6 separate regions of the Mus musculus genome follow, and all the other regions are linked to region 1. Evidence: chromatin contacts called from public Hi-C, Micro-C and promoter capture Hi-C data. All regions are on one chromosome and are shown on one strand. The core of a region is the stretch at or near the end of the contact, and the rest is flanking DNA. Distances in the headings are between cores, read along the strand shown.

What was found. Promoter capture Hi-C pulls out the DNA fragments that hold promoters and counts their contacts. A called contact is a pair of places that touch in the nucleus more often than the background predicts.
Region 2: a contact with region 1 is called in a Micro-C map of embryonic stem cells, with 4 times the contacts expected there. The contact joins the promoter of Fos here to the promoter of Npc2 in region 1. A contact is called at or near these places in 1 of 39 promoter capture datasets (pre-B cells), 3 of 484 Hi-C or Micro-C datasets (CD4 T cells, Th1 cells and embryonic stem cells) and 2 of 115 datasets of contacts at active chromatin or transcription factors (bone marrow-derived dendritic cells and extraembryonic endoderm stem cells).
Region 3: a promoter capture Hi-C map of pre-B cells shows a contact between it and region 1, with 2.2 times the contacts expected there. The contact joins the promoter of Tmed10 here to the promoter of Npc2 in region 1. A contact is called at or near these places in 1 of 39 promoter capture datasets (pre-B cells) and 2 of 115 datasets of contacts at active chromatin or transcription factors (the SCID.adh cell line and bone marrow-derived dendritic cells).
Region 4: a contact with region 1 is called in a Hi-C map of CD4 T cells, with 4 times the contacts expected there. The contact joins the enhancer-like site here to the promoter of Npc2 in region 1. A contact is called at or near these places in 1 of 39 promoter capture datasets (liver), 1 of 484 Hi-C or Micro-C datasets (CD4 T cells) and 2 of 115 datasets of contacts at active chromatin or transcription factors (bone marrow-derived dendritic cells and effector CD8 T cells).
Region 5: a promoter capture Hi-C map of liver shows a contact between it and region 1, with 2.2 times the contacts expected there. The contact joins the promoter of Nek9 here to the promoter of Npc2 in region 1. A contact is called at or near these places in 10 of 39 promoter capture datasets (the 3T3-L1 cell line, 3T3-L1-derived adipocytes, frontonasal cranial neural crest and 5 more) and 2 of 115 datasets of contacts at active chromatin or transcription factors (bone marrow-derived dendritic cells and memory CD8 T cells).
Region 6: a contact with region 1 is called in a Hi-C map of B cells, with 2.0 times the contacts expected there. The contact joins the enhancer-like site here to the promoter of Npc2 in region 1. A contact is called at or near these places in 4 of 39 promoter capture datasets (the 3T3-L1 cell line, 3T3-L1-derived adipocytes, hippocampal neurons and 1 more), 8 of 484 Hi-C or Micro-C datasets (B cells, the G1E-ER4 cell line, the N1E-115 cell line and 5 more), 5 of 115 datasets of contacts at active chromatin or transcription factors (the SCID.adh cell line, T-cell acute lymphoblastic leukemia, astrocytes and 2 more) and 1 of 9 other capture datasets (adipose tissue).

Annotation. Positions count from the first base shown.
Region 1 is chr12:84,771,826-84,774,439 of GRCm38.p6, forward strand. Npc2 (NPC intracellular cholesterol transporter 2) reads right to left here and starts at 1,287. Exons shown (of 4, transcript NM_023409.4): 1 at 961-1,287. The coding sequence starts at 1,042. It overlaps Isca2 (iron-sulfur cluster assembly 2), which reads left to right and starts at 1,445. Exons shown (of 4, transcript NM_028863.1): 1 at 1,445-1,546; 2 at 1,750-1,852; 3 at 1,968-2,083. The coding sequence starts at 1,476.
Region 2 is chr12:85,472,580-85,475,193 of GRCm38.p6, forward strand. It overlaps Fos (FBJ osteosarcoma oncogene), which reads left to right and starts at 1,311. Exons shown (of 4, transcript NM_010234.3): 1 at 1,311-1,601; 2 at 2,356-2,607. The coding sequence starts at 1,461.
Region 3 is chr12:85,373,398-85,376,011 of GRCm38.p6, forward strand. Tmed10 (transmembrane p24 trafficking protein 10) reads right to left here and starts at 1,320. Exons shown (of 5, transcript NM_026775.4): 1 at 1,044-1,320. The coding sequence starts at 1,268.
Region 4 is chr12:84,174,456-84,177,069 of GRCm38.p6, forward strand. The region is part of intron 1 of Mideas (mitotic deacetylase associated SANT domain protein); the gene reads right to left. Among named protein-coding and RNA genes, the nearest start is that of Gm40475, 13 kb to the left of the region's middle. RefSeq lists an enhancer at 1,236-2,288. Within about 2 kb of position 1,301, at least 414 of the 459 cell types and tissues checked have an H3K27ac peak or open chromatin away from gene starts, as enhancers often do. A contact at or near this core is called in effector CD8 T cells and liver, where this site is marked.
Region 5 is chr12:85,338,056-85,340,669 of GRCm38.p6, forward strand. Nek9 (NIMA (never in mitosis gene a)-related expressed kinase 9) reads right to left here and starts at 1,307. Exons shown (of 22, transcript NM_145138.2): 1 at 948-1,307. The coding sequence starts at 1,166. It overlaps Tmed10 (transmembrane p24 trafficking protein 10), which reads right to left. Exons shown (of 5, transcript NM_026775.4): 5 at 2,559-2,614.
Region 6 is chr12:85,304,405-85,307,018 of GRCm38.p6, forward strand. Nek9 (NIMA (never in mitosis gene a)-related expressed kinase 9) reads right to left here. Exons shown (of 22, transcript NM_145138.2): 19 at 1,733-1,962; 20 at 1,059-1,220. Among named protein-coding and RNA genes, the nearest start is that of Zc2hc1c, 17 kb to the left of the region's middle. Within about 2 kb of position 1,292, at least 107 of the 459 cell types and tissues checked have an H3K27ac peak or open chromatin away from gene starts, as enhancers often do. A contact at or near this core is called in B cells, the G1E-ER4 cell line, the SCID.adh cell line and 6 more, where this site is marked.

The sequences.
Region 1 (2,614 bases), core at 37-2,536:
ACTAAGCCATCTCTCCAGTCCTAATAACTCTTTAACTTACTGCTTCATTATGGTCTGTTTCCCCCTGCTCAAATATTTTACAAAATCAGTTTGTCTTTCGACCATCACTGCTGCCTTTTCCACCCCGGGCCCCTGCACTGCTCCCACAACTAAGTGTACAGGCTTGACTGGACAAACTCAGAATTTCTACCCTCTATTATATTTTCCAATAAAGAGTCCAGGGGCAGCGTTGGGAGGGAGGCATCACATGATGTCACTAGAAATACGAATTTTATAGGAGACAAGGATCAAGAATCATGAAATTCATTAGAACAATGGAAACCCTACTTTGTAAATGAATGTTATGAGAAGGAGAACTAGCTTTTGTCTCGTTAGTGGGGGTGGGGTGGGGAGGGGAGGTGGATGGTACTTCTAAGACCAGAGCAGGATTGACAGGGATTTGGAAGGCCAAACTGGGCTACAGAGTGAGGCTGCCTCAGCCCGCTCCCAACCAAACTTCAAACGAACAAAGGGAGAAAGGCCAGTGACGATACAAGGCATAAATCAAAATAAGTCCCGTGCCTATTCCTTCAATCCGTGTTGGATGCAGACCTGCTGTCTATCCTATTGTTTTATTTTTTGCTTTTATTTGTTTACTTTTTTCAGACAGGGTTCAATAAATCCAGGCTAGTCTTAAATTCGCAATCCTCCTCCGTCCATTGAAATCTCAAAGCCCTTGAGCGCTGCAATATATGCCCGCTTGATGTTCACCCAAGAAACTTTAGTGAACTTCAGCACACGGTTCGCCTTGTGAGTGTTTTAGATTATCCCAAAACACGAAATGCAAGGAGAAACAAAGTTGTGCGGAGGGGTTAAGTTTCATCAAGACTAGTACCTTCGGTCCCAACCTAGTCAATTCCACGTTCCAGCAACCCGCCCAATCCACCCCCGGGGGTCTCCTCGAGTGGGCTCAGGGCTCACCGCAGTCCTTGAAGTGCAGGGGCTCCGCCTGGCTGGCAGCGACCAGCGCCAGCAGCAGGATCGTGGCGGCCAGAAAACGCATCGTGGATATGAAAGCTCTGCAATCTAGGAAGGAAAAGCAGCCCGAGCAGTCACAAGATAAACTTGTCCCGGACCGAGGGTGGAGCCAGATCAGGCCACTTGTGAGCAGTAACCAGCGAAGGCCCGCCCGCGCCCCGCCCTGGGCTCCGGGGCCGCCTGGCCTGCAGCTCGCCCTTTATCTCCGCCCATCTCTTCCGCTTCCAGGCAGGGCCTACGGAGAACTCGCTCTTTGCGTTCGCCCCGCTCTATTGGTACCGACCCACTTCGGCAAGTGGAAGCGTTCTCTGTCAATCAAAGCCCTCTTATCTCGCTATACCCAATAGGCACGCTTGGGGGCGGAGGCTCGATGCAGCCCCGCCCCCTTCTCCCCTCCTCCGGAAGCCCAGGCTAGGCGGGGATTTGGACCATGCTAGGGGCGGAGCTTGCGGAGTAAGATGGCGGCCTCCAGGGCCTTGTCCCTAACTGCCGAGGCGGTCAGGGCTGTCATTCCTAGGCGCTCGGGAAGGTATCGAGGGTGGAACGTCACTTAGGAAGGGTGTTGGGTTCTGCGTCTTCAGGATAGATGGGAGGCTAAATCTCACGCGGGGTGGGGTGTGGGGTGAAGGCTTGGCAGTTCAGAAGAAAGTGTCCCCAGATTTGGGTACGAGGTGTCCATAGAGGGTCATCTGGTGCCATTTCCCGGGTTCGTCTCCCTTCTTTACATCGCAGGCTCCTCGCCGTCTTTCCCAGGCTTTTGACCCGCTGGGAAACAACATCTTCCATTCCAGAGGCTGGCGAGGGACAGATCCGCCTCACAGACAGCTGCGTCCAGGTAGGAGGTCGGACGCGGGGCGGCGGTGCCCAGGAGGGCTCTAGAAGACTTCCTAGTCACCCGTCCCGTTATCTCCGCTTGCTTGGCATTCTTGATCCTCTTTCCTGAATTTCAGAGGCTTCTGGAAATCACCGAAGGGTCAGAATTCCTCAGGCTGCAAGTAGAGGGAGGTGGATGCTCCGGATTCCAATACAAATTTTCACTGGATACAGTTATTAACCCCGACGACAGGCAAGGAGGACGGATGGGTCGCTAGAGGCTGTATCAGAGGATAAAAGTGGCCCCAATTTATTCCAAACTTCCAAGCGTCTAAGTCTGCTTAACACTACCACCCTCTCCGTTCTGTGAGGATACAGCAAAGATTTGTCCTCTTGTTTAAAAATAAGGAAGAACATTGACTTAGCGTCCGTTAGGTAGTCAAGTTGAGAAAGGCTGAACTAGGGCTGGAGAGATGGCTCAGCGGTTAAGAGCACTGGCTGCTCTTTCACAGGACCTAAGTTCAGTTTCCAGCAACCACATAGTGGCTCACAACTATCTGTAGTGAGATTTGATGCCTTCTTCTGGTGTGTCTGGGGAGAGCAACGGTATACTCACATAAAATAAATGAATAAATAAGTGTTTAAAATATATATATACACCAAGGTTCCACCCTAAGAAAAAGGCTGGACTAGTTTCAGTCCGAGCCCTTAAATAATCCTTCTGTTTTTTTTTACGTTGAATCTTTCTGCTTCAGTCCGTTCCGTCCCAGCTAGAAGTCCTAAG
Region 2 (2,614 bases), core at 61-2,560, 700 kb after region 1:
CTCTGCGGAAGGACAGGAGGCCGAGGGCAAGTAGGGGTGTGTTTGTTCTACACTGAAGCACCTGACCTCTTCAAAGTTCCATCTTCCAAGACTCAAAGCTGTTCTCAGGTCCCAGACGCCAAAATCTCGGCACAGCTGGGAACCTTTCTTCCCGTCCCCTCTGCGCCCCCACCCCCCTTCCCAAGTCCGATCTGGAAAATCACCCGCTGCAGGCGGGTTCCTTGTAAGCGCAGTTTCCAGGCTGCACGTATTCAGACCCCCATCTCCCCAGCACCGACTTGCTTTCTCCTCCCCCCCCCCCCCCGAGCTCACCTCACTTTGTAATTCTGAGCTCCCCCCCTGCCCCGACTCGCCCTCTGGTCTCAGCTCAAAACTAAACATACGACCCCTTCAGGCATACTTGTAGGGTGGTTTTGCACAATGTTTATCCGTCAGTGTCAACGGGGACTGTCGCCTTGATAGCTCTAAGTGGCTAAGGGTCGGGGAGTAGGTGCTGCCGTCCTTTAAAACACGAATTTATGAATGAACCCAGTACTGTAGTTAAATCAGGTTATTGTACACTTATTTACAATCCTTCACTTGCTGCTTCCAACCTCAGTCCTAAAGTTTCTCCAGGCAAGGAGCTGGAGAGAGGGGCTGAGAAGCTGACCCCCCCTTTTTCTTCTCTGCACTGATTTGGGATGGGGGGCTGATGTGGGCAAGCTTTCCTTTAGGAACAGAGGCTTCGAGCCTTTAAGGCTGCGTACTTGCTTCTCCTAATACCAGAGACTCAAAAAAAAAAAAAAAGTTCCAGATTGCTGGACAATGACCCGGGTCTCATCCCTTGACCCTGGGAACCGGGTCCACATTGAATCAGGTGCGAATGTTCGCTCGCCTTCTCTGCCTTTCCCGCCTCCCCTCCCCCGGCCGCGGCCCCGGTTCCCCCCCTGCGCTGCACCCTCAGAGTTGGCTGCAGCCGGCGAGCTGTTCCCGTCAATCCCTCCCTCCTTTACACAGGATGTCCATATTAGGACATCTGCGTCAGCAGGTTTCCACGGCCGGTCCCTGTTGTTCTGGGGGGGGGACCATCTCCGAAATCCTACACGCGGAAGGTCTAGGAGACCCCCTAAGATCCCAAATGTGAACACTCATAGGTGAAAGATGTATGCCAAGACGGGGGTTGAAAGCCTGGGGCGTAGAGTTGACGACAGAGCGCCCGCAGAGGGCCTTGGGGCGCGCTTCCCCCCCCTTCCAGTTCCGCCCAGTGACGTAGGAAGTCCATCCATTCACAGCGCTTCTATAAAGGCGCCAGCTGAGGCGCCTACTACTCCAACCGCGACTGCAGCGAGCAACTGAGAAGACTGGATAGAGCCGGCGGTTCCGCGAACGAGCAGTGACCGCGCTCCCACCCAGCTCTGCTCTGCAGCTCCCACCAGTGTCTACCCCTGGACCCCTTGCCGGGCTTTCCCCAAACTTCGACCATGATGTTCTCGGGTTTCAACGCCGACTACGAGGCGTCATCCTCCCGCTGCAGTAGCGCCTCCCCGGCCGGGGACAGCCTTTCCTACTACCATTCCCCAGCCGACTCCTTCTCCAGCATGGGCTCTCCTGTCAACACACAGGTGAGTTTGGCTTTGTGTAGCCGCCAGGTCCGCGCTGAGGGTCGCCGTGGAGGAGACACTGGGGTGTGACTCGCAGGGGCGGGGGGGTCTTCCTTTTTCGCTCTGGAGGGAGACTGGCGCGGTCAGAGCAGCCTTAGCCTGGGAACCCAGGACTTGTCTGAGCGCGTGCACACTTGTCATAGTAAGACTTAGTGACCCCTTCCCGCGCGGCAGGTTTATTCTGAGTGGCCTGCCTGCATTCTTCTCTCGGCCGACTTGTTTCTGAGATCAGCCGGGGCCAACAAGTCTCGAGCAAAGAGTCGCTAACTAGAGTTTGGGAGGCGGCAAACCGCGGCAATCCCCCCTCCCGGGGCAGCCTGGAGCAGGGAGGAGGGAGGAGGGAGGAGGGTGCTGCGGGCGGGTGTGTAAGGCAGTTTCATTGATAAAAAGCGAGTTCATTCTGGAGACTCCGGAGCAGCGCCTGCGTCAGCGCAGACGTCAGGGATATTTATAACAAACCCCCTTTCGAGCGAGTGATGCCGAAGGGATAACGGGAACGCAGCAGTAGGATGGAGGAGAAAGGCTGCGCTGCGGAATTCAAGGGAGGATATTGGGAGAGCTTTTATCTCCGATGAGGTGCATACAGGAAGACATAAGCAGTCTCTGACCGGAATGCTTCTCTCTCCCTGCTTCATGCGACACTAGGGCCACTTGCTCCACCTGTGTCTGGAACCTCCTCGCTCACCTCCGCTTTCCTCTTTTTGTTTTGTTTCAGGACTTTTGCGCAGATCTGTCCGTCTCTAGTGCCAACTTTATCCCCACGGTGACAGCCATCTCCACCAGCCCAGACCTGCAGTGGCTGGTGCAGCCCACTCTGGTCTCCTCCGTGGCCCCATCGCAGACCAGAGCGCCCCATCCTTACGGACTCCCCACCCAGTCTGCTGGGGCTTACGCCAGAGCGGGAATGGTGAAGACCGTGTCAGGAGGCAGAGCGCAGAGCATCGGCAGAAGGGGCAAAGTAGAGCAGGTGAGCA
Region 3 (2,614 bases), core at 70-2,569, 600 kb after region 1:
TGATGCCCTCTTCTGGCCTCCATGGGCTCTAGGCACCCACCAGGTATACATACATACATGCAGCCAAAATTAAAAAAAAAAAAAAAAAAAAACTTAAATAAACTGTTTCTATTTGGCTTAAGAATGTGACGTTTTCCTTCTGTTAAAAAGAAACAACAACAAAATAACTAGTGCTTATTGTGAATGAACACAACTATTCAGAACACAACCAACTCCACTATTAACAACTCAAAAATCTAGTCAAGCAAAACTCCACTGAAAACTGGGACCAAATGGCATTAAGTAAAGTAGCTGTCAGCATACAGGGATCTAGGTGACCCTGGTGTAACTAAAAGAAGGGACTAGAGACTATGACCATCTTGTGATCAATAATAAATCCCAGGAATCACAAATAAGCAAAAGGAAGGTTTTAGCACTTTTCCATCAATACACTTAGCTGGTCAAATCCATCTCCAACGATTGTTCACCCTACTTGAGCCTCAGTTTCTGAGTCTATATAACGAGGCCCATGGTTCCATAGGGTAGTGTTTGAACTAAACGCACAACTTTAAGTGGCACAGGAAGTGACGCTTCAGGTGCCTAATGAACAACACATTTTATCAGTCACAGCCAACGTTATTGTCTGCTTTATTCGGTAGGTGTTGAGGTATCTTATGATGCCAACCCCCCATTGATCCTCGAAACATTGCTCAGGAAAATCACGTTAATTCCTCGATTCCTGAGACTTCACAAGACACAGAACCCCGATGACAGCCCGAAGTGGAAACAGCCCTAGGTCTCCGGACTCTAGGTCCGCCAAGGCAGAACTCTGCCCTTCCAAGGGCCCCGACTTTGGCGCGCGGCCCCGCCCCGCGAACCCCAACGCGCGGGGTGAAGGGGCGGTCCCCACCGCGCAGACTTAGCGTTCAGGGATGAGGTTGGGGGGAGGCCAGGCCATGCCCCAGCCTCCGCCCGCTCGCCGGCCCGCCGGCCTCCCCCTACCTCGGCCTTCCCCGGACTACGCCTGCCTTCCTGCCGCCCACCGCCGCGCCCCGCCGCCGCACCTTGAGGTGGGTGCGCAGGCCGCCAGCGCCCCCAGACTGGTCGGTGATCTCGTAGGCGCCCGTCACCAGCAGGTCCTTGTGGATCTCCTCTCGGAGACACTTGCGAGAGTTCACGGGCAGATGGAAGGAGATGCCGAGGACCGAGCTGGGGCCGAGCAGCAACAGAAAGAGCCAGGCGGACGGGAGAGGGCCAGGCCGGGAGAGTGGGCCAAACAAACCAGACATGGTGCCGGAGCCTCGTTCACCACCCGGGGCCTCTAGCGCGCCGGAACCGGGAGCACCCACGTGACGCGCCTCTGCCCTGGCGAGGCCGTCCGCGCCATTTTGGAGATTGGCTAAACAGAAAAGGAATGTAAAGCAAATAACTTCTAAGAGGAAGCAAAGATTTGGTAGTATGTCATAACTACGAGTTTAAGGGTCTATAGAGAAGTCCCCAGGAGTTTTTCGTACACGTTTTATTTTTTAATGGTGGTGAAATACTTCCGAGTGAGCCATAGTAAGTATGGGCAGCCTCGGAAGTAATTGTTTTAAGCCCCCGGAAGCGGTTCATGCGAGTTTTTAAAATCGACGACACCATAGCAACCAGCCCCCAATAAGAAACAGCCACAAGGCCTTCTCTGAGCCCGCCCACCAGCTGCGTAGACTCGGGGCTAAGGCACCAGAGGAATTTCGGTGTCCTAACGCTTACTCCAAAGGGTGTTGGGACAGTGGAGCACTGAAGAGGGAAAACATAAGAGAAAATTTTAATTTGGCTTTTAGTGAGTGTGGGTTGCTAACTCAGAGGAGAGTGCGTAGAGGTCAGCGGGTGAATGTGGATTGGCAGGTATCCAGTTAATGCAAGTTGGGTGTTCCCAACGCACTTATTTATTTAAGACACATCAATAGTCTTCTGCGATAAACTGCACTCAAACCAACATTTAAATTTTTGTTTTGGTCCAGTCAGTGATGAGCATAAAATATTATTTTACCAGATGAGTGTTGTCAAGGGGAAGAAACGGCGTGTTTCGAAAGCATGTTCTGTACCTCCGATAGGTCTTTTTGGTTTTGTTGTTGGTTTGGTTTGTTTCTTTGGATTTTTTTTGTTTGTTTGTTTGTTTCTTTTCTTTCTTTCTTTTGTGTGTGTTTTGTTTTATTTGTTTCTGTTTTTCGAGATAGGGTTTCTCTGTATAGCCCTGGCTGCCCTGGAGCTCACTCTGTAGACGAGGCTGGCCTTAAACTCAGAAATCCACCTGCCTCTGCCTCTCAAGTATTGGGGTTAAAGGCGTGTGCCACCACTGCCCCGGTGGTTTGGTTTTTTGAGACAGGGTTCTTTGTGTAGCCCTGGCTCTCCTAGAACTCTAGAGACCAAGCTGGCCTCGAACACACAGAGATTCACCTGCCTCTGCCTTCTGAGTGCTGGTTTTAAAGGCATGCACCACTGCCCTGCTCTTTTGTAGTAAACTGATTTGTATAGGAATTGTTCATCCATCCGTTAGTAAGTCTTGATTACCTACTACGTGCTAGAGAGACTACAATCATTATGTCTAATGTGTTTATTGAGGTACATCCTTTCTGCTCAATAAACTGAGCAC
Region 4 (2,614 bases), core at 51-2,550, 600 kb before region 1:
ACGTGACCCCTAGATATGAGCACCAGTGTCCCCCTGCCTCAAGTCACTCATGGGGGCCAGGGATCATGGGGCAGCTGCCAGCAAGACAGCAGGATCAGGTGTCCTCGCTCTTCCTGTCCCACCACCTCCTGGCTAGACTCTCGTCTGCTGCATTTGGTTGTGTAACTCGGAACCCTCTAAAGACACAGACCAAGGGGCCAAGTGGGGCTGACATGTTGCCTAAGCTCCAAGTCAAACGGGGAAAAGGGAAAGCAAAAGCCAAACTGAGAACCTTGTCCTATTAAACTATAAACTAGGCTGGGGCACAGTGCAGCCCAGGTCTGTTCCTTCCCACATGACTGTCTACACAATAGCTCCAGACCCAGAAGAATTCCCCTAAGGTCACTGCTCCCCTCCACCTAAAGAAGAGCAAGTTAGGGGACAGGGACTATTCCCAGCATAGCCACCCATCCTCTGTCACACCAGGCTCTTGCAAAGCCCACAGGGCCCATAGAGTTAGGCTTGCAGCCTTTTATGCCGAAGCACGTAGGTGAGGCCCCACCCCTGGGAAGAGTTGCTGGGTGGGGCTCTGGCTGCTGAAATCTTTCTCAAACTAACACAGAACCTGTTTTGCAACCCTGGCTGGATGTGGGCCCAATTTAGTCTAGTAGCTGGTCAGCAGCTGTTGCTGGCTACCACCGCCGTCCCCTCCACTGTTAAAGAGTGCCTAGCCAGAGCAGAGTCTAACTCAAATAGGAACGGTGCAGAGTTCTAGACCTCAGGCCCTCGAGACTGCCTATGATGGAAAGTGTTCAGTTGTTTTGCTTTGCCATATTTTGAGGATGGTGTTGCTGGGATAGGGGCTTTATTCATGCTAAGCACATGTTGAACAAGTGAGCCAGACTCCCCACCCCACTCTAAGCTGATGTCTAAAGTGACAGTTACACTGACATTGCTACAGAATAGAATCCAGGCCTGTATTTTACAACATGCATAGCTGCTTGCTGTGTTGTTAAGTTTTTGTTCTTCAGATAAAATTTTGTTTATTTGTTTAGTTAGTTTGTCTCCCTCTGGGAAGTTGGTAAGAGTAGGAGGTATACAAGCCCACCTCTTTGCCAAGACTCTGACCCTGGGTCACTAAGGTGGAAAGGCTAGAGGTGGGCAAGGATGAATCTGCAGATCCTGGTAGGCTCAGATACCACAGAGATTATGATAGCAGGTGGGGCAGTTCCCAGAAAACCAGCAGCAAAGAACAGACCTGGCGTCATAAGTCCTGCCCACGAGAAGCCCCGCCCACACCGAGCCCCGGTTCTCCTCCCAGGCTCTCCGTGCTATCGCTGCTCCGCACGTTTCCGCAGCTCCAGCCCGGGCTCCCTCCCGGACTGGCCTGCCTGCCTGCCAGCCTGGCCGCTTGACTCACTGGAGGCCCCCTCCCTTTCTTTCACTTTCACCCAGCACCCAGAAGGGGAGCAACTTCCTCCACCATTTCCTTCCTCAGCTCCTGGGCCTGGTAGACAGCGCGAGCTTTAGCCCAGGAGAACGGCGAGAGAGCTCTAAGTCCGTGCACTCCTTTGTTTTCATTTGTGGAAATCGCAGGGACAGACGGACTGAGGACACTGAGTCACCCTAGCACCAGCAGGAAGGGAAGGATTTGGACAAGCGCTCAGGGCTGGAGACCCTCTTTGAACAAATCTTTCTCATGCTTTTTAAACCCCCTTCCTTGGGTAGCCAGACCAATTCACAACAGAGAACTGAAAGCCAGCCAGAGATGGAAAATCCCCTGGGGCCTCCATGATGAAGCTGAAGGGTGGGACTTCGAGTTCCACCTCTCCGAGGGAGACCCAAGCCTGGCAAAACTAGAAATACGTGTGTGTGTGTGTGTGTGTGTGTGTGTGTGTGTGTGTGTGCGCGCAGCAAGGCAGAGGAAGAAAAAAAAAAGGCAGGGAGGAGACAGGACAGAGGGAAGCCCAGCAGGCCACGTGCCTCTAGGGAGCTGCAAGCTCAGGGATGCTCACAGGCACTCAGGATGCCTGTCGCCTGGGAGTCACAGCATGGGCTTTGGGGGCCTGCAACAGGGGAAGGCCCACGTGGCAGGCAGGCATGGGTGCACGTGCAGACAGGTTCCTGTCAGAGGGGGCCTAGGCAGGGGATGGCTATTCAGTGCCCGGCTTGGGGGTTTAGAGGGCAGAAGGCGGAGTCTGGGTCCGGAGCTCCAGAATATGGAAGCTCTTGCCCATGGGTGTGTGCGGTAGCAGGGGAGATTAAATCTGAGGGTGGATCAAGCTGTTTTTCTTCCTACCCTGCACACCAGGGAGAGCCCATCAACTCAGCATATACCATGATAGGGGAGACTTGCTCTGAACAAGAGGCTGGTTTGGGGAACGGTGGAATCACCCCATAAGCTTCCTGCTGCAGAAATCCCCACAACTCCCTGGCCTGCCAAGCAGGAGGCAAACGTGCAGGCCTAAGAGAAGAGGAAGCTGGAAGGACCACCATGGCAGCCAAGCTCTAAGTAGCCCTAATAATAACAATGTAGCCGGCTTGTCTGTGTCAAGAGTGTCCAAAGTACTTTGTATTTTTTAAAGCCTTGTATCAAGCACCAATAGTTTAACTCCCATTTTGTAGGTAAGCTAGA
Region 5 (2,614 bases), core at 57-2,556, 570 kb after region 1:
CGTTTTATCCCCAGCACAAAAAGTTCTGGCTGGGAGCAGACACTAGAATTGCAAGTGCATGAATCACCTTTTGCAACCTCAGCAAGTTCTCATTAAATGTTTACCCTAAAGCTAGAGTTTTAAGGCTGTGGTGATTAGACTCAAGTTATGGTTAACTTTTGGAGGTAGACTCACTACAGGGTTTTAAATCAGTACACATTCTTAATTTTGGATTCAGTAACTCATGGGTCTCTCCATTGTGACCTTATGCAAGAAGGTGGGAAAAATGACTTAGCTTCCTTGGGTTCTCAAAGAAAGGGGTCCTTGTTTCTCCAGACTCAACTCCACCAATAAAGTATTTGTCTTATACAATCACTGAAGGAAAAGCAAGAAAACAAACAAACAAACAATGATCTTTCTGGTGATCAAGGAAATCCTCCGAGTGATCATTTATGAAAAAAACAAAAACAAAAACAAGAAAACAAAGCCTACAGGGCTAGCAGTGTGTTGTAGCTGCCAGTGTGGCTATTTGGAAGTACACACCAACTCCCCATCCCGCCCTTCAACAGCTATACGAAAGGAAGTAAGCTTTTACAGACTGTTCCCAAAGAGCAAGTAAGCTTTTTATATTGTTCCCAATGTGCAAAGCACCTTCGTTTGGACCTCAAAATAACCTTTAAAAAAGTAAAGGTTTTTTTTTTGGGGGGGGGGGCGAGGTTGTTATCGCTAAGTCCAATTAACAAATGGGAAAACTAAAATGCAAAAGACCGCTCAATGACTCGCTCAGTGACAGCGGTGATTAAACCAATGTCCTACAGCAGGGGAAGCGAAAGCACGGTGGGGTTCCCGAGACCTAAACCCCAAGGGACGCCTGACCATAGAGGGCCAGGGGCAAGCAGCACTGGAAAGCGGGGCCGGGAAGGAGGGCGCGGGGAGGCCCGGCAGCGGCCGGAGCCGAGGGCCGCTACCTCGGTGCGGCGGTACAGCGTGGCCTCCCCAAAGGCACCGCGGCCCAGAACGCGGATGGGGATGTAGTGCAGCTCCTCCTGCTCCGCCGCCCCGCCGCCGGCTCGCGGCCCTGGGACAGCGCTGGGGCCCGGGCCCGAGTCCCCGCCACCCCCGGACTCGCTTCCGAAGTCCGAGTTGATGGAATCGCAGTGTCGCTCGTACTCGCCCAGCACCGACATGGCGGCGGAGGCCGCAGCTCGCCGGGAGCCGCCCGCGTATCCACGGCGGGCAGGGCCGGCCGCTTAGCGCCTCAATGGCCTCAGACGCCAGGCAGCGGCTTAGGTGGCCCCGCGGCCCAGGGAGCTTCCATGGTGGCTCCTGCCCCCTGACCCGGAAGCGGTTCTTAGTGTTTCCGGCTCGCCGAGGTTTTCCCTCCGCCTTTCGCGTGCCCACTTGTTGCAGATGCGTCCCGCACACCTTGGGCGTCGCTGGCCTTCACACCCGCGAGTGTCGTGGAAGCGGAAGAGTGACCACACGGCGGGTTTGCAGACCGCTTCCCTACAACCCCCTACCAGCTTTCCAGACTGCGTCACATTTTGGAGGTGGTCCAGGCTAATCCTGGCGACACGTTTGTCCCAGGAGCTGTGACTGTGTTAGCTGTCACTTGGCTTGTTGGGCAGGGCTCCTTTTTTTTTTTTTTTTTTTTTTTTTTTTTGTAGCGATAGTGTAGCAAAGATAATGGAGCAAGCTAAAACATTAGACTTCTGACAACTTTAACAATTCCTTCTTCCTTCCTCCTCCTCCTCCTCTCCTCCTCCTCCTCCTCTTCCTCCTCCTCCTCCTCTTCCTCCTCCTCCTTTTCCTCCTTTTCCTCCTTTTCCTTCTTCATTAAGTCTATAAAGTTGCAGGACTATGACCACCACAGGGTTGCCTAAGTTGGGACAATGCTAAAGGGTTTTGTTTTTCTTTTCTTTTCTTTTTTTTTTTTTTTTTAATGATATTATGGCCCCAGATCCTCAGAGCGCCATGAAAACAATGTTTATGTGTCTGTTGGGGGTGGGGTGGGGATTGTTTTAGGTGATACAGCTAGTTAGGAGGAACTTGAGAGGCAAACCCTGCAGTCTGGCCCCAGAATTAGGAAAGGGCAGGGCGTGATGAAACTAAGGTTATGGGACTGGCGCCATTACACTTGTTGGGCAGAAGCAGGAAGTACACTTTGTATGTTGTACAGTTTGGTGTTTCCTGTGGACAGTGGGAAACTAAAGCAAAGGAGTAGGTGATTAGGGCTCTGTTTTGTGTGTGTGTGTGTGTGTGTGTGTGTGTGTGTGTGTGTGTGTGTGTGCCGATTGAATTCAAGTTGCCTGATTTGCATGGCAAAACCTTTATCCACAGAGCCATCTTACTGGCTCTCAAAGCTCTAGCCTTCTGAGGAAATCTGCTCAAGATTTCTTTCATTAGCATAATGATTAAAACATCCTTTTGCTTAAGTGCCCTGCAGTAAATCAGTGACTTTTTTTTTCTTTAATTTATCTGTTTTCACTCCCTGTGCTTTAAAAAACAACAATTATAGAGGAATCCTTGCTCACCCAGACAAAGGGGCACTAAAGATTAACAGACAAATACACCTCAAATGGTTTCTGCTAGCTTTTATTTGTGAAAGTTTACACAAACATCTCCAACAGGTGAG
Region 6 (2,614 bases), core at 42-2,541, 530 kb after region 1:
CAGCCTTGTGTACAGAGTGAGTTCCAGGGAAGCCAGAGTCACACAGAGAAACCCTGCCTCAAAAGCAAAATAATAATTAAATAAAAATGAGATGAATAGCAGGTTAGCAAATGCTAGCTGGGGACTCATCCATTCTGTATCACAGGCTGAACACCGCTAGCCTGAAAAGCCTACTTGCTCCTAAGTCCAACACTGTGTGAGCACTGACACGATACCATGAGGGAAATATCACACCTAAGCTCCTGAGATAGACGGCCTGCAGTCCAGAATAGGTATATTAAAATATGACACAAAATAACCTCCAACCACAAAATGGCCTTTAAGCTATGTTTACACAGCATTATGTATATACAGATATTCCAAAATACACCAAAATGTGAGATTGAAAGACTTCTGGGTCCCACTCATCTGGGCAAGAGACACTCAATCTGCATCTGTGACTGCTTTGTGCTATGACGTCAGAGCTGTAGCTGCAAAGGGTTAAACAGCCCACAAAGTCATGTGACGATGCCGTGGCTTCTCTAGATCTGTGGTGCCCTCTGGTTTAGAACTGATTTACAGTTTCACTTCTACCCAGGCTGGCTGTATGCTGTTCTTTCAGCAGACTCCAGGCATTGCTTCTTACATACAGCTCAGCTAACACTCATGGTGCCATTAAAACTGAGTTTGGAGCCTAGGAACGTGGCTATCTGTGAAGAGTTTGCTTAGCATGTAGAGAACCCTGGGCTGGACCCCACACTGCATAACTGGGTGTGTGGCACATGTCTATATCATCATCTGGGAGGGAGATAGAGGCAGGAGTAACAGAGGTTAAAGGTCATCCTCCATCCTTGGCTGGGCTACAGAACCTGCCCCATAAAGAAACAAACCGTCACAACAAAAAGACCATTTGGAAATTCATGGTTCAGCTTAGTACTCCTGAGGAAGAAAGGAAGAAATGACCCTCTTGTGCTGGAAGGCAGAGCGGCAACTGCCAGGACAGTGCAGCACTGGCCCCGAAAGTGAGAGGACATGATGAAGCCAGGAGAGCCCAGGCACAAACAGCCACTGTCAGTTACCCAGGCTCCTGCTGCACGCTGGGGCTCCGGAGGAACTTCAGATGCGACCTTGAGTCCCTGCAGCTCTTCATAGGGCAGCGTGTCCTTCTCAGACTGTGAAAACGCCGCACTTAAGGGAGCGGGGCTGTCAGGCATGGGAATGAACTCTGCGTTTTCCAGCTCCTAGGCAGACAAGAAAGAATCTCACCAGTTTGGCTGCAGCAAGTTCCTTTCTCCCACGGTCTTTGTAGCTTTCACTTTCACGCTGCTGTGACAGCAGCGCCCTCTAGTGGTACAGAATGGTGGCTGACCACATATATTGCCTAACCTGGAACCAAACTTCAGCGATGCTAGCTCAAGTTCAGCAAGTTGTATCTGGTTCATTTCCCAACACAATTCTACACACACTGTCTGCTGGTCAGGAAGCTTGACGGCAAGGCACTGAGGCCTCCTTCCAGGCTGCCTTTAGTCCCAGCACTTGGGAAACAGAGACAAGTGGAACTCTTTGAGTTCTAAGCCTGCCAGGACTACAAACTGAGACCCCGTTTTAAAACAAAACACAGATGTCTTCACGGGTGGGAAAGTGAAGCCTTGACTCCTGTCTCAATTAGTAGGGCACTAGAAACTGAGACCTTGGCAGCCCTCACTAGCTCCTGTCACAGGCTTATCTGAAGCATCTGTTCTGAGGGCATTACCTTCCGAAGCCAGCCAGGACAGGAGCTGCTAGCCCCACAGCTGTTTCCCACGGCCTCCGTGGGACTGATTAAGCCTTCCATCCCACGGTCTGCTTCCATTGTTCCTCGGAAGCCTCCGCTTGGATCTGGAGTTTCAGATTCCTGTTGACTGTCTTCCTCTTCACCCCCGCCGCCGCCGCCACCACCACCACCACCACCAATGCCACCTCCTGGGCTGGAGCTCTGAACCACTGGTAGATGTGTAGCATAGGAAAGAAAGAGCTTCGTTAGGCCACAGAGATTTAGCATCTGACACCTCATTCACCCCCACAGAAGGTCCTAGAATTGCACAAAGTGGAACGTTCAAACAAATATTTGAGACTAAATTGTTTTTACATAGATAGCATTTGAATTTGTAAAAATTATTCTAAAAAGATTTTTTAAAAAAAATTTTATGGGTATGGGTGGTTTCAGCTGCATGTATGTCTGGTACCATGCACATGCATTGCCCTTGGAGGCCAGAAGAAGGTGTCAGATCCTCTGCAACTGGAGTTACAGATGGTTGTCAGCAGTCATTTGAGTGCTAGGAACCAAACCCCAGTTCTCTGTAAAAGCAACAGGCACTCTTAACTGCTGGATTGTTTTTCCAGCTCCACAGTATTTTTAAGTTATCACATTGATTTATTATGTGTGTGGATGTGGGCATGTGTGTATACACTGTACTGTAAAGGTTAATTCTCTTTTTCTATCACGTGAGTCCCAGGACTGAACTCAAATTGTCATGATGGCAGTATAAGCCTTTCATCATGAGCCATCTTATGGGCCTACATTTTTTCTTCCTCTTCTCTCTCTCTTCTCTCTCTCTCTCTCTCTCTCTCTCTCTCTCTCTCTCTCTCTCTCTCT